3 separate regions of the Ovis aries genome follow, and all the other regions are linked to region 1. The links are chromatin contacts, called in public Hi-C maps. All regions are on one chromosome and are shown on one strand. Each heading gives the region's core, a stretch centred on a gene start, on an enhancer-like site or on the middle of the called end of the contact. The rest is flanking DNA. Distances are from core to core; before and after follow the strand shown.

Evidence for each region. A called contact is a pair of places that touch in the nucleus more often than the background predicts.
Region 2: a contact with region 1 is called in a Hi-C map of tail adipose tissue, with 4 times the contacts expected there. The contact joins two enhancer-like sites. A contact is called at or near these places in 5 of 16 Hi-C or Micro-C datasets (blood, hypothalamus, liver and 1 more).
Region 3: a contact with region 1 is called in a Hi-C map of liver, with 5 times the contacts expected there. The contact joins two enhancer-like sites. A contact is called at or near these places in 9 of 16 Hi-C or Micro-C datasets (blood, liver, mixed tissues and 5 more).

Annotation. Positions count from the first base shown.
Region 1 is chr20:10,759,861-10,763,330 of ARS-UI_Ramb_v3.0, reverse strand. CPNE5 (copine 5) reads left to right here. Exons shown (of 21, transcript XM_027958670.3): 13 at 2,572-2,625. Among named protein-coding and RNA genes, the nearest start is that of RAB44, 63 kb to the right of the region's middle. Within about 2 kb of position 1,795, at least 4 of the 54 cell types and tissues checked have an H3K27ac peak or open chromatin away from gene starts, as enhancers often do. A contact at or near this core is called in liver, where this site is marked.
Region 2 is chr20:11,013,478-11,016,947 of ARS-UI_Ramb_v3.0, reverse strand. All of the region lies in intron 9 of FGD2 (FYVE, RhoGEF and PH domain containing 2), which reads right to left. Among named protein-coding and RNA genes, the nearest start is that of FGD2, 19 kb to the right of the region's middle. Within about 2 kb of position 1,802, at least 33 of the 54 cell types and tissues checked have an H3K27ac peak or open chromatin away from gene starts, as enhancers often do. A contact at or near this core is called in liver, where this site is marked.
Region 3 is chr20:10,620,988-10,624,457 of ARS-UI_Ramb_v3.0, reverse strand. No RefSeq gene overlaps it. Among named protein-coding and RNA genes, the nearest start is that of SRSF3, 14 kb to the right of the region's middle. Within about 2 kb of position 1,662, at least 17 of the 54 cell types and tissues checked have an H3K27ac peak or open chromatin away from gene starts, as enhancers often do. A contact at or near this core is called in liver, where this site is marked.

The sequences.
Region 1 (3,470 bases), core at 546-3,045:
AAGAAAATTTTTAGGGAAGGGAAGGGAAGGGGTCTGATCTCTTGGAGTCTGGCCTTCTAAGGGTGCTTGACAGGCTCAGATGAGGCCACGATCTCTCAGGCTTAAAGCAGGAAAGGTTAGATCGACTTGTTTTCTCGGTCGTTGAGCCCTGCTCCCTTGCAAACAAGAGAAACTGCAGCACTGGCAAGCCAAAGTGCTGTCTCACACACTGGAAGCGCCGGCAGGTAGAAAAGGAATTAGATTCTGGCTGCCGAGCGGCAGGCCTGGCACTGTGGAGGGCATCTCTGGGAGGCTGGTTTGGGCTCAGGAAGGCCCTTCTAGTGTCTGAAGTGCCTGAAGAGGGAATAGGCTTCTGCCAGGAAAGACCCTCATCTCAGGCTCTGGCGTCAGCCTAGGTGTCCATCGCACATGCCCAGCTGTATGTGGCCGCTCCTCAGACTTAGCCTCCTAAACTGAATGCGCCGGCTAGAGCCCCTGCCGCCCTCCTCTCCTCTGGCCAGCCGCTTCCCCCTCCTGTGCCATCATCGTGGGGACCACGGCCCCTGGGGAGGCATCCCTGATGCCTTCTGCCCCGCATCCCACACCCAGTCCACGGCTGAGTCCTGCTCCTCCTGCCACCTGGATATTCTGAGGCTTGTCCCCTTCCTTCCTGTCCACCCCCACCATCACCATCTCCCCCGTGGGGGTGGGGGGCTTTGCGACAGCCTCCTAATGGCCTTTCCACTTCTACTCAGTAACCCAGAGCTGCCTACAAAATGGTAATCGACCACACTGCTGCCCTGCTTACTACCTGGCTGTTCACTTCACCCGCTGTCTCAGCCTGGTTCGCCCCAGGGAGCAGGGAGCCTCCACCCCAACTGATGTCCGACAGGGCCCTTTACCTACAAGGAAAGGCCGAGCTCCTTCACAAGAGGGTCAAGCCCCCGCGACCTGCAGTGTCTGTGCAGCTGAGGTGGGGGCGTGTATGAGCGGCCGTATACATCACAGCTCTAGGAGCCCCTGGGGTCTGGCCCGCTCCCCGTCCCTCTGCCCACCCTCGCTTTCAGCCCATTATGCCATCTGAGGCTCTCTGAACCTCCATCTGGCTCGGTCTCTGTGGCTTCATTTGTGCTGGTGCCTCCCCGGGGCTCCCTTTGCTCTTCTTGACCTGGTTGGGCCTCTACCGGGCCTCAGAGACAGCCTGTGATGCTCCTCCCCCAGGAAGGCCCTACCTGCACACCCACCAAGTCTGAAGAGGGTGCTCCTGTTCCCTCCTCCCCCACTAAAAGCAGGCCTGTTACCTGTTTATCATACTATGTGTGTGCGTGTGTGCTAAGTTGCTTCAGTCGTGTCTGACTCTTTGTGACCCCGTGGACTGTAGCCCACCAGGCTCTTCTGTCCATGGGATTCTCCAGGCAAGAATACTGGAGTGGGCTGCCATTCCCTCCTCCAGGGGAATCTTCCTGACCCAGGGATTGAAGCCACATCTCTTAGGTCTCCTGCACTGGCAGGCAGGTTCTTTACACTAGCGACACCTGGGCAGCCCTTATCATACTTCCTCCCTCCCCTCCCCCCTCCTCCCTCCCCTCCCCACCCCCCCTCCCCAAAGACCATGACATCCTCAGGGGTGGGGACGATGTCTCGCTCACTGTTGTGTCCAGAGCCCGCAGAGCTCCTGGTCCTGGGAGCCACTCAGTGCCTCCTTGCACAGGAGGGCAGACCCCCTACCAGCCCTGGGGACCCTGAAGACGCTGGGGACGTGAGGAGAGAGAGGAGAAAGCTTCGAACTCCAGCCCGGGAGTGGGGAGGTTGCTGGCCCCTAGGGGGCGCTGGTCCCCTGCACGGCGTCTGGGGCCGCTTAGGCTGGAGAGTCTGGTACATGGGGAGGGGGGGAGGGGGTGTGCATGCCCAGTGGTGGTGGAAACCCCAGAACAAACAGGATGTTTTCTCAGTGCCCACTTCACAGGAAGATCTGAGAACAAAACAGTGCTTTAATATTGAAACAGTTATAATTAGAGAGTGCATGTGGTACAGGCTAATTTAAAGATAACAGATGACTTCAAAGACATATGCTTGTGGCCAGGTCTTTTGGTGATGCCCAGACCCCCAAGAGTCCATGTGCATTCCCCTCTGGTGGGAGAGCTGCTCTGGAGTAGATGTTTGAGTTGCGGTAAATACTAGAAGCCCCACACCCTCATGGGACAGACTGAGAGATCCAGGAACAGTGTAGTCTCGGGGCTGCAATGTGCCCCCGTCTCAGCAGCTTGCCTAGGGAACTGTCGTCCTACGAACACGCCAGGCAGCACCAGATCCTCTGCGTGGCCTTCAGGCCTGTGGCGGTTCTGAGGTTTGTGCTGGGTTTGTCCCGCCAGACTTCTCTCCCCCGTTCCTGCCTGCACAGCTTGCCAGACCTCCCACCTGAACTTCCCACCTGGGCCTAAGCTCCAGCTCTTTCTTCCTTCTGCGTCTCCCTAGTCACCCTTGGCTTCCTCCTTCTCTTCTGCCCCAGGGCCACACCCAGCCCCTGCAGAAGCGCTCCTTCTTACCTGGTAACTGGGTTTTATTGTGTGTGTGTGTTTTTTTCCTCGGCAGGTGGTAAACCCAAAAAAGAAAATGAAGAAAAAGAAATATGTGAATTCGGGCACAGTGAGTAGCCACTCCCTCTCTGAGGCGGATGTAGACTTCCTGAGCCCCGAGCTAGGTCTGGTGGTCTGTGCGGCTTTGCTGCAGGGTGTGGGAACCAGACCTGGGGGTTGGGGGTGGGGAGGAGTGGGGCTGACGGAGCAGTGGGGGTCCGGGGGGACGGGCCCTGTGATGTAGGATGAAAAATCCCAGAGAGAAACTCCCGTGGGGGGCTCTTGCTGCAGGAAGGAAAAGGACTCGAACTTATTGGGCTCTTACTCTGGGAAATTCCCCGTTGGGGTGCTTTTCACAGGTTGTTTCCTTAAGAGGCAGGCATTATCATCCCCTCGTCACAAGAACGGAAACCAAGGCCCAGGCAGGGAAGTGACTCAACCAAGGTCACAGAGCTGGAAGGTGGTAGACAGAGCAGTGAGCACAACAGTTAAATCTGCAGCTTGCAGCTGCTGTGGACACGGCCTCCTTAACCAAGACCATCCTGGGATCACACTGGCCCAGCGGCTTCCGGGGGCTGATCCTCAGCACACTCCTGCATTTCTTCAACAAATATTTACTGTGTGCTCCCAAGTGCCAGGCACTGTTTGGGGCAAGAGGGAATAAGACTGATGCAAATCCCTGCCCCCCTGGTACTTATTGTCAGGTTGGGGGGTGGGGGACAGAAGACAAGTGCTCCCGCAAATACCTGTGTGTGCCAGGTGGTTGGGGGTGCTGTGGAAACAAAGTATAGTGAAGTGTGGAATCTAGAAAAATGACATAGACGATCTTACTTGCAACGCAAATATAGAGACAGACATAGGAAACAAACAAATACCAAGGGGGAAGGCTGGGATGAATTGGAAGACTGGGGTTTA
Region 2 (3,470 bases), core at 553-3,052, 250 kb before region 1:
CTGGGGAACTAATATCCCACATGCAGCATGGAATGGCCAAAAAATAAAATAAAATATCTTTTTTAAAAAAGAGTTCTTGTCTCTTACAAAGACATACTGAAGTATTTATAGGTGAAATGATTGTGTGTCTGAGATTTGCTCTTAAATAATCCATTGGAAAAGGGGACTAGAAGGGGGGTTGCTGAAGAAACCAGTTTTGAGTTGACAGTCATCATAACCAGGTGATGAATATATGAGGTACCATTTTCTCCCCTTAAAAGTGTCCATAATAAACAGATGTGAAAGAAAATTTTTGCAGCAATCTTGAGAGGCAGATATTATCACCCCTCATTTGGGAGATGAGGAAATGGAGATCAGAGAGGACAAGAGACCTGCTTGGGGTCACAGAGCATCTAAAGAGCAGAATGAAGATTCAGACTCAGGGTTTCGGTCCTCACGGGTAAGGTAGAAGCACGTCTCTTTCTACTCTACCCCAGAGCCCGGTAAACACAGATGTCTCCCAGGTCGGGTGAAGACAGGGTCATGAAAGGAAGTGAAGACACAGACCTGGAGCCCAGGGGCCTAGCATGGAGGGACGTGAGCCCACCTGACACTTGGCTCCTTTGCAGCTCCCTGCCGCAAGGTGAGCAGGCCTTGGCACACTTTCAGGCCGCCCACCGCTCCTGCAAGAGCATGACTTGCTCACGAGAGGCCTGGTCTACTCACTGGGCCCACAGAACCTGTCCGTTGCCTCTAGAAGGGGCTGGATGTGACCTGCTCTTGATACCCTTGACAATGCGGAGGCTCAAAGGGTCTATATCAGGAATCTGGCAAGACTCCATGACTGACTGGGGGAGGGAGAGGGACAAGAAGGGAGAAATCTAAGGCTTGGAGGCCAGAGCTGGGAAGAAACATGACGCTTTTCATAGTAAAGGGGAACTGGGGAGATCCCTGACCTGAGGGACCACCTCTGCAGGGGTGCAGGATGTAGGTTTCTGAAAGACAGTTCCCCGAGCTGGGCTGTGCCCAGGCTCAACCACCAGACTTGGCAGTCAGGTCCCTGCCAGCCCATGCAGCGCCTTTGTGCTAATTAGAAAAAGACACCTCTTCCTCAAAACACTTTACTGACATCTGTTGGCAAACTGATGTAATAGTCAAGAGTCTGGTTTGTTGAACCCGAGACTTGACTGCCATCTGCCGGACAATGAGAACTGTCCGTACGCAACCTGTGCTGTCTGCTGTGGCTGCAGAGCGCTCGTTTCAGCTGGGGGGTGCTCATGCAGTGCCCAACCTGCACAGCTGTCCATGGAGACACAGTTGTCTTGGGTCCATGAGTACCCAAGGGCCCACACCCCTTCCTTCTTCCCAGGATGGCCCTGTGCAGAATGGCGCAAATATAGGACCCAGGCAGGCCAGGAGGAGAAGGGGACGACAGAGGATGAGATGGTTGGATGGCATCACCGACTCAATGGACATGGGTCTGAGTAAACTCCGGGAGTTGGTGATGGACAGGGAGGCCTGGCGTGCTGCAGTCCATGGGGTCGCAAAGAGTTGGACACGGCTGAGTGACTGAGCTGAACTGAGACCCTGGGGGATGGAAATCAGCTGCTGAGATCCAGGGCTCCCTGACACTCAGGAAGGAGAGAGGCCAGGGGGGTATGGGCTAGTGGGAGCCATCATAGTGGTCAAAGACCAGCCCTGCCTCCAAACCTCAGACTCAGAAAATGATTTCTGTACAAACGCGGCTGGGTGGACAGCTCTGCACCCGCCAGGCCCGCGCCATCCAGGAGAGGGCGCTGTGTGACTACCAGAGCACCAGACACGCCCTGCAGTGATTGTGTTCGCCGAGACCGGCAGACGCCGGGAAGCCGGCGCACACATCCTGAGCGTCAGACACTCTAGGGAACATATTTATGGATTTCCTCTTAACGACTCTGTTTTGGTCTCTATATTTCTTGGCCTTTCTGTCAATCGTTGCCTCCCTTTTTCTATGCCTGGGTCTCTGCCAGTCCTAAGACAGGGCTGCCAGTCTCCAATTTCTCTAGTCTCAATTTCTCAGTCTCACCCACCACGGCTCCCAGACATACAAGCACATGCCCGCTCTGGCCTCTGGGACATTCTGGCCACATTCAGTAAGAGAAGCTGGATGAGACAGAGTAGGGAGCTGCGTTCCCAAAAGACCTCAGTCTGCTGAGGCATGGGGGGTGGGCTGGGAGCCCCCAGAAGCTGCACATGTCCTGCCATCAGCTCTCATCACCCTCAGGCTACACCCCACCCCCAGCCCTTGTTTCAGCCCCAAATGCCAGGCAGTCCAAGTCAGGAGCAGGGGCAAGGCCCTCCTGCAGGGGCTCTCAGAGCTCAGGAGGCCTCCAGGGTCAGAATTGGGCTGCCTCCTGGGGCAAATCCTGGGAGATGTCATGTGGGGTAAGGAGAGGGAAAGGGGAGATGGAAAGGTACTAAGATGGGCCAGATCTGACCTCTGTTTCTTCCAGCCCCGGCCACCGGGACTTAGGAGCCATCAGAGAGGGGTGGCCCAGAGGGTTTTCTTCCCATTTCCTCCACTATGCCTGCAGTTCCACCCTATGCTTTATCCCTCTGGGTTGAAGCCTTAATAGGAGATAGTATAGTATGCTGGTTAGATACAGAGGCTCTGGACTCTGTTATATCTGGGCTTGATCATGCAAACAAGGATTTGCTGTGTGACCCCCAAGCAAGTTACTTAATCTTTCTGAAAGAGAAAGTGAAAGTCACTCAGTCGTGTCCAACTCTTTGTGACCCTATGGACTATAGAGTCCATGGGATTCTCCAGGCCAAAATACTGGAGTGGGTAAGCCTTTACCACTGAGCCAGCTCTTTACCAGCTGAGCCACAAGGAACCCCAAGAATACTGGAGTGGGCAGCCTATCCCATCTCCAGCGGAACTTTCCGACCCAGGAATCGAACCGGGTCTCTGCATTATAGGCAGATTGTTTACCAACTGAGCTATCAGGGAGGCCCTAACCTTTCTGGGCCTTGTTTTTGTTTTTGTTTTTTATCAGTGTTTAGGTTCACAGCAAACCTGAGAGGAAAGTACAGAGATTTCCCATATGCCCCCTGTGCCCATACATGCACAGCCTCTCCATTAACAACGCTTCCCCACCAGAGCGGTACATATGTTAGAATTACCCAAGGTTCATAGTTCACATCACGCTTCACTCTTGGTGTTGTACACATTCTGTGGGTTTGGATAAATGTATAATAACTGATATCTACCATTATATAGACAGAGGAGTCCATGGGGTCACAAAGAGTTGGACATGACTTGGCAACTAACCAACAACAACCATTATAGCACCATACAAAGCAGTCTCACTGCCCTTAAAATCCTCTGTTCATCCCTCCCTTCCCCAACCCCTAGTAACCACTGACCCTCTCACTGTCTCCATCCAGAGAGAGAATGCCTCTTCCAGGATGTCACAGCGTTGGAATCAGACAGTAGGCGTGCACCATAT
Region 3 (3,470 bases), core at 413-2,912, 140 kb after region 1:
ATGATATCACCTAACACCCCCTAAACACAAATGATGTTGGAGAAGACTCTTCAGAGTCCCTTGGACTGCAAAGAGATCCAACCAGTCCATCCTAAAGGCAGTCAGTCTTGAATATTCATTGGAAGGACTGATGTTGAAGCTGAAAGTCCCAATACTTTGGCCACCTGATACAAAGAACTGACTCATTGGAAATGACCCTGATGCTGGCAAAGATTGAAAGCGGGAGGAGAAGGGGACACAGAGGATGAGAAGGTTGGATGGCATCACCGACTTGATGGACATGAGTTTGAGTAGGCTCTGGGAGTTGGTGATGGACAGGGAGGCCCAGCGTGCTGCAGTCCATGGGGTCACAGAGTCAGATACGACTGAGCAACTGAACTGAAACACAAATAAATGAAGACACTTCCCACTCCAAGCATACAGAATAAAGAGAATAGGATAGGAAAAAAAAACTTAAGAAAATTCAAAGCTACTGGGTCACCTTCTTGTTTATGTGCTGTCTGTGCCATTATCGTGGATTACCTTTGAATAAAAAGTGAGTAAAGAGGATGGAGTAGAGCTCATGTGAAAAACGCTGAGCTTGGCACTTTGGGGGCTCCCTCTGTGCCAGGCAGAGTTGTTGAAGCTATACACGTGTTACCTCAGGTTTTGTCCCAACAAGCCGGGAAGGGAAGCAGTTCTGGCCCCCGCTGCTCAGCTGTGGAGACTTGAGCTCCCAGAGGAGTCAAAGGCTTCACTATCACTAGGGGCCACGGTGACGTGCCAGCAGCAGGAACACAAATACATAACAGTATGTATGGTCAAGGTCAGCACTGCAACTCTGGAGAAAGCAGAACCTTCTCCCTCTCCTGCGATGTGACCACAGCACCTCGGAGAAGCTGTTCCCAGCATAGCGATAACCAGCTTCTGGAGGACCTGCTCTGAGTCAAGGTCAGGTTAATTTATTATTTGATATCAGCCTGTGTCCAGCCAAAGGTTTCAGTGTGTGAACTTAATTTTAAAATGTTTCTGTATAAACATATTGCTTGCTCATGGTTATTTTTCTCTTCAGGAGGCAGAAAATGCATTCTCTAAACAAAAACGCTAATATGAATAATGCTGTGATTAAAAGAATACCTCCTAACAGTGGTTTATCATGCTTCCCCGAAAAGTGCGGCAAATGATGACAAACGGTATTTCTGAAATCCTGGGAGTCAGTAGCCCACCTATTCTCCCATGCTTCAGAGCCACCACCTGTCGCCAACATGCCTGCACCCTGGTAACACAGCACCGCACCCCATGACACTGCCCCACCCTGATACCGGCCCTGAGGTCGATGGGGCAAGGCTCTGAGCCACCCACGCGGACGGGGCAGACAAGTCCCTGTGTGGCCTGGAAAACCCTCCTTGAAAGAGCTGACAACATTCTCAAGCTCACAGGTGTCTCGCCCAAGAGCCCGGATCTGGCCACAGCGAGGGAAAAGATGTGGTGCAGGCAGAAACCACTGGGTGAATCAGACCTGTGCGGACTCCTGGAGCCGGGTACTGTTTGCCCTCCGTCTGAGGCTTTATCTGCTGGGGAGATGGGCAAGCAGCCAGGGCCTTGCAGGTGAGGGGTTGTACAGCCAGGGCGATGGCACGCTGCCACACCAGATTTCAGTCTCTCAGGAGCACTGAGCCGAGACTCAGGAGGCTGAGCACCAAGAGATGGCCCTAGCTGGGCTCCACGAGTCTCAACAACTCACTCCCCTGTCCCTTTACCTCAGGCTCTACAGGGTGAAGGTGTGGGCAAGCACAAGAACTCACATGGTGCCTCAGGAGTCTCCCATACATTTGATTGTGTTTAAAATATATGCTTGTATGTCTAATGATTTTGGTTTTTTTAGAACACAAAACTTGCTAACATGTTACAGTGAATCTGTGTTTCTAGGTTGTTGTGAGGTAGACTTTCCATCCTGTCACTTCTGGGATTGCAAAATGAGTTGTTAAAAAATGTATTCACTTCTCTGTACAACCAAAACAGGAAAACCTTGGCTCTGAGGTCAATTTAAGACTGCATTCATCAAAACATTATTTTTCCCATCTTTGTGACTGAATTTATCTACCAGAACTTACAACATCATTTAAATTCTTACGCACTTTGTAATACACAATTTCATTCCAGAAAAAGGTTTGGCTAGTTTTCAAGTTTGAAAATCACCAGTCCCTGATGAACTCTTAAGTTCTCCTCTAGTTCTCACTTTATACTAATCTCCAATTCTAAACCCTGAATAAATTCACAGTCTTAGAAGTTGTCAGTCCATAATAAAACCTTTAAGTTTCCTGCCTTTGCTTTTATGCGCATGGCTTTTTTCTTATACAGCCAGCTTTCTATCCCAATCCCATTCTTCAATACTTAGCTCAAGTACAACCTCTTCTACACAAAACACTTAACATGGGTCTTGGACCTAAGCTTTGATTTCTTCATCTGCAAGATGAGAAACTGCCCTCAAGTGGTGAGGTTTAAGTGAGCTAGTAATAGGTATATGTAAAACATTTAGCAAGATGCTGGCAGGAGTTCAAGGAATACGAATTATCATCTCTATTGTCTTTATTACTGCCTTTATTGTTACTATCATGGTGGAAAAAAGACTCTGGAGTCAATGGAGACAGTTCTACTCAACAAGTGTGTGACCCCAAGCAAATTTGGCCCAGTATTCTCAACGGGGCAGTACTGCCTCCTGGTGGGTGCTGGGGAAACTGCAGCTTTTCTTTTCCTTAGGGTTGTCACCCTAGCCAGGGAGCATCACTGACATCAGGGGAAGAGGACAGAGACACTCCATGTCTGGCACACAAAGAACTGCCCATGCCCACAGGTCTGAACCAAGTACAGGTAGAAAGTAGTAAGTGTCTGCATAAAGCCATTAAAGAAAATGATTAAGTGGGATAGACACTGTCTAAAATTGTACTTTACCCTGTGCAATTGGGACTACTCAGTTTTTCCTGTCATTCCCCCTCTACCAAAGGGTTGTCGTTCAGCCACTGTCACGTCCAGCTCCTTGTGATCCTATATACTACCTCATACTTTTAAGTGCCATGAACGTTTTGAGCACCTTTCATGTATTAATTCACTTAAATCCTCGTATTTACGGGACAGTGCTCTATTTATTCCACTCCCCTTGCCCCATATAGCTTTTCTTGGCCATGTGGCCTGCAGGATATGACCAGGGTTCCCCTGCAGTGGAAGCACGGGTCTTAACCACTGGACCACCAGAAAGTCCCATTGTGAGCTTATTTTTCGACATTACAGTTTTAAGGCCCAACTCATTTATGAGAATACTGTACTCTCTCTCAATTCAGTTATCTGTTGTATTTGTCTTGACATGCTATCCCTACTTCAATTAAGCTTATTTCTCCCTCTCCTAAAATATTCAAGTATGGTCTCATTACTCCCTGGCTGTAGTTTTATTCTGATTTCTACACGTGCTTCTCTCTTTTCTTACAGGTAAGCAT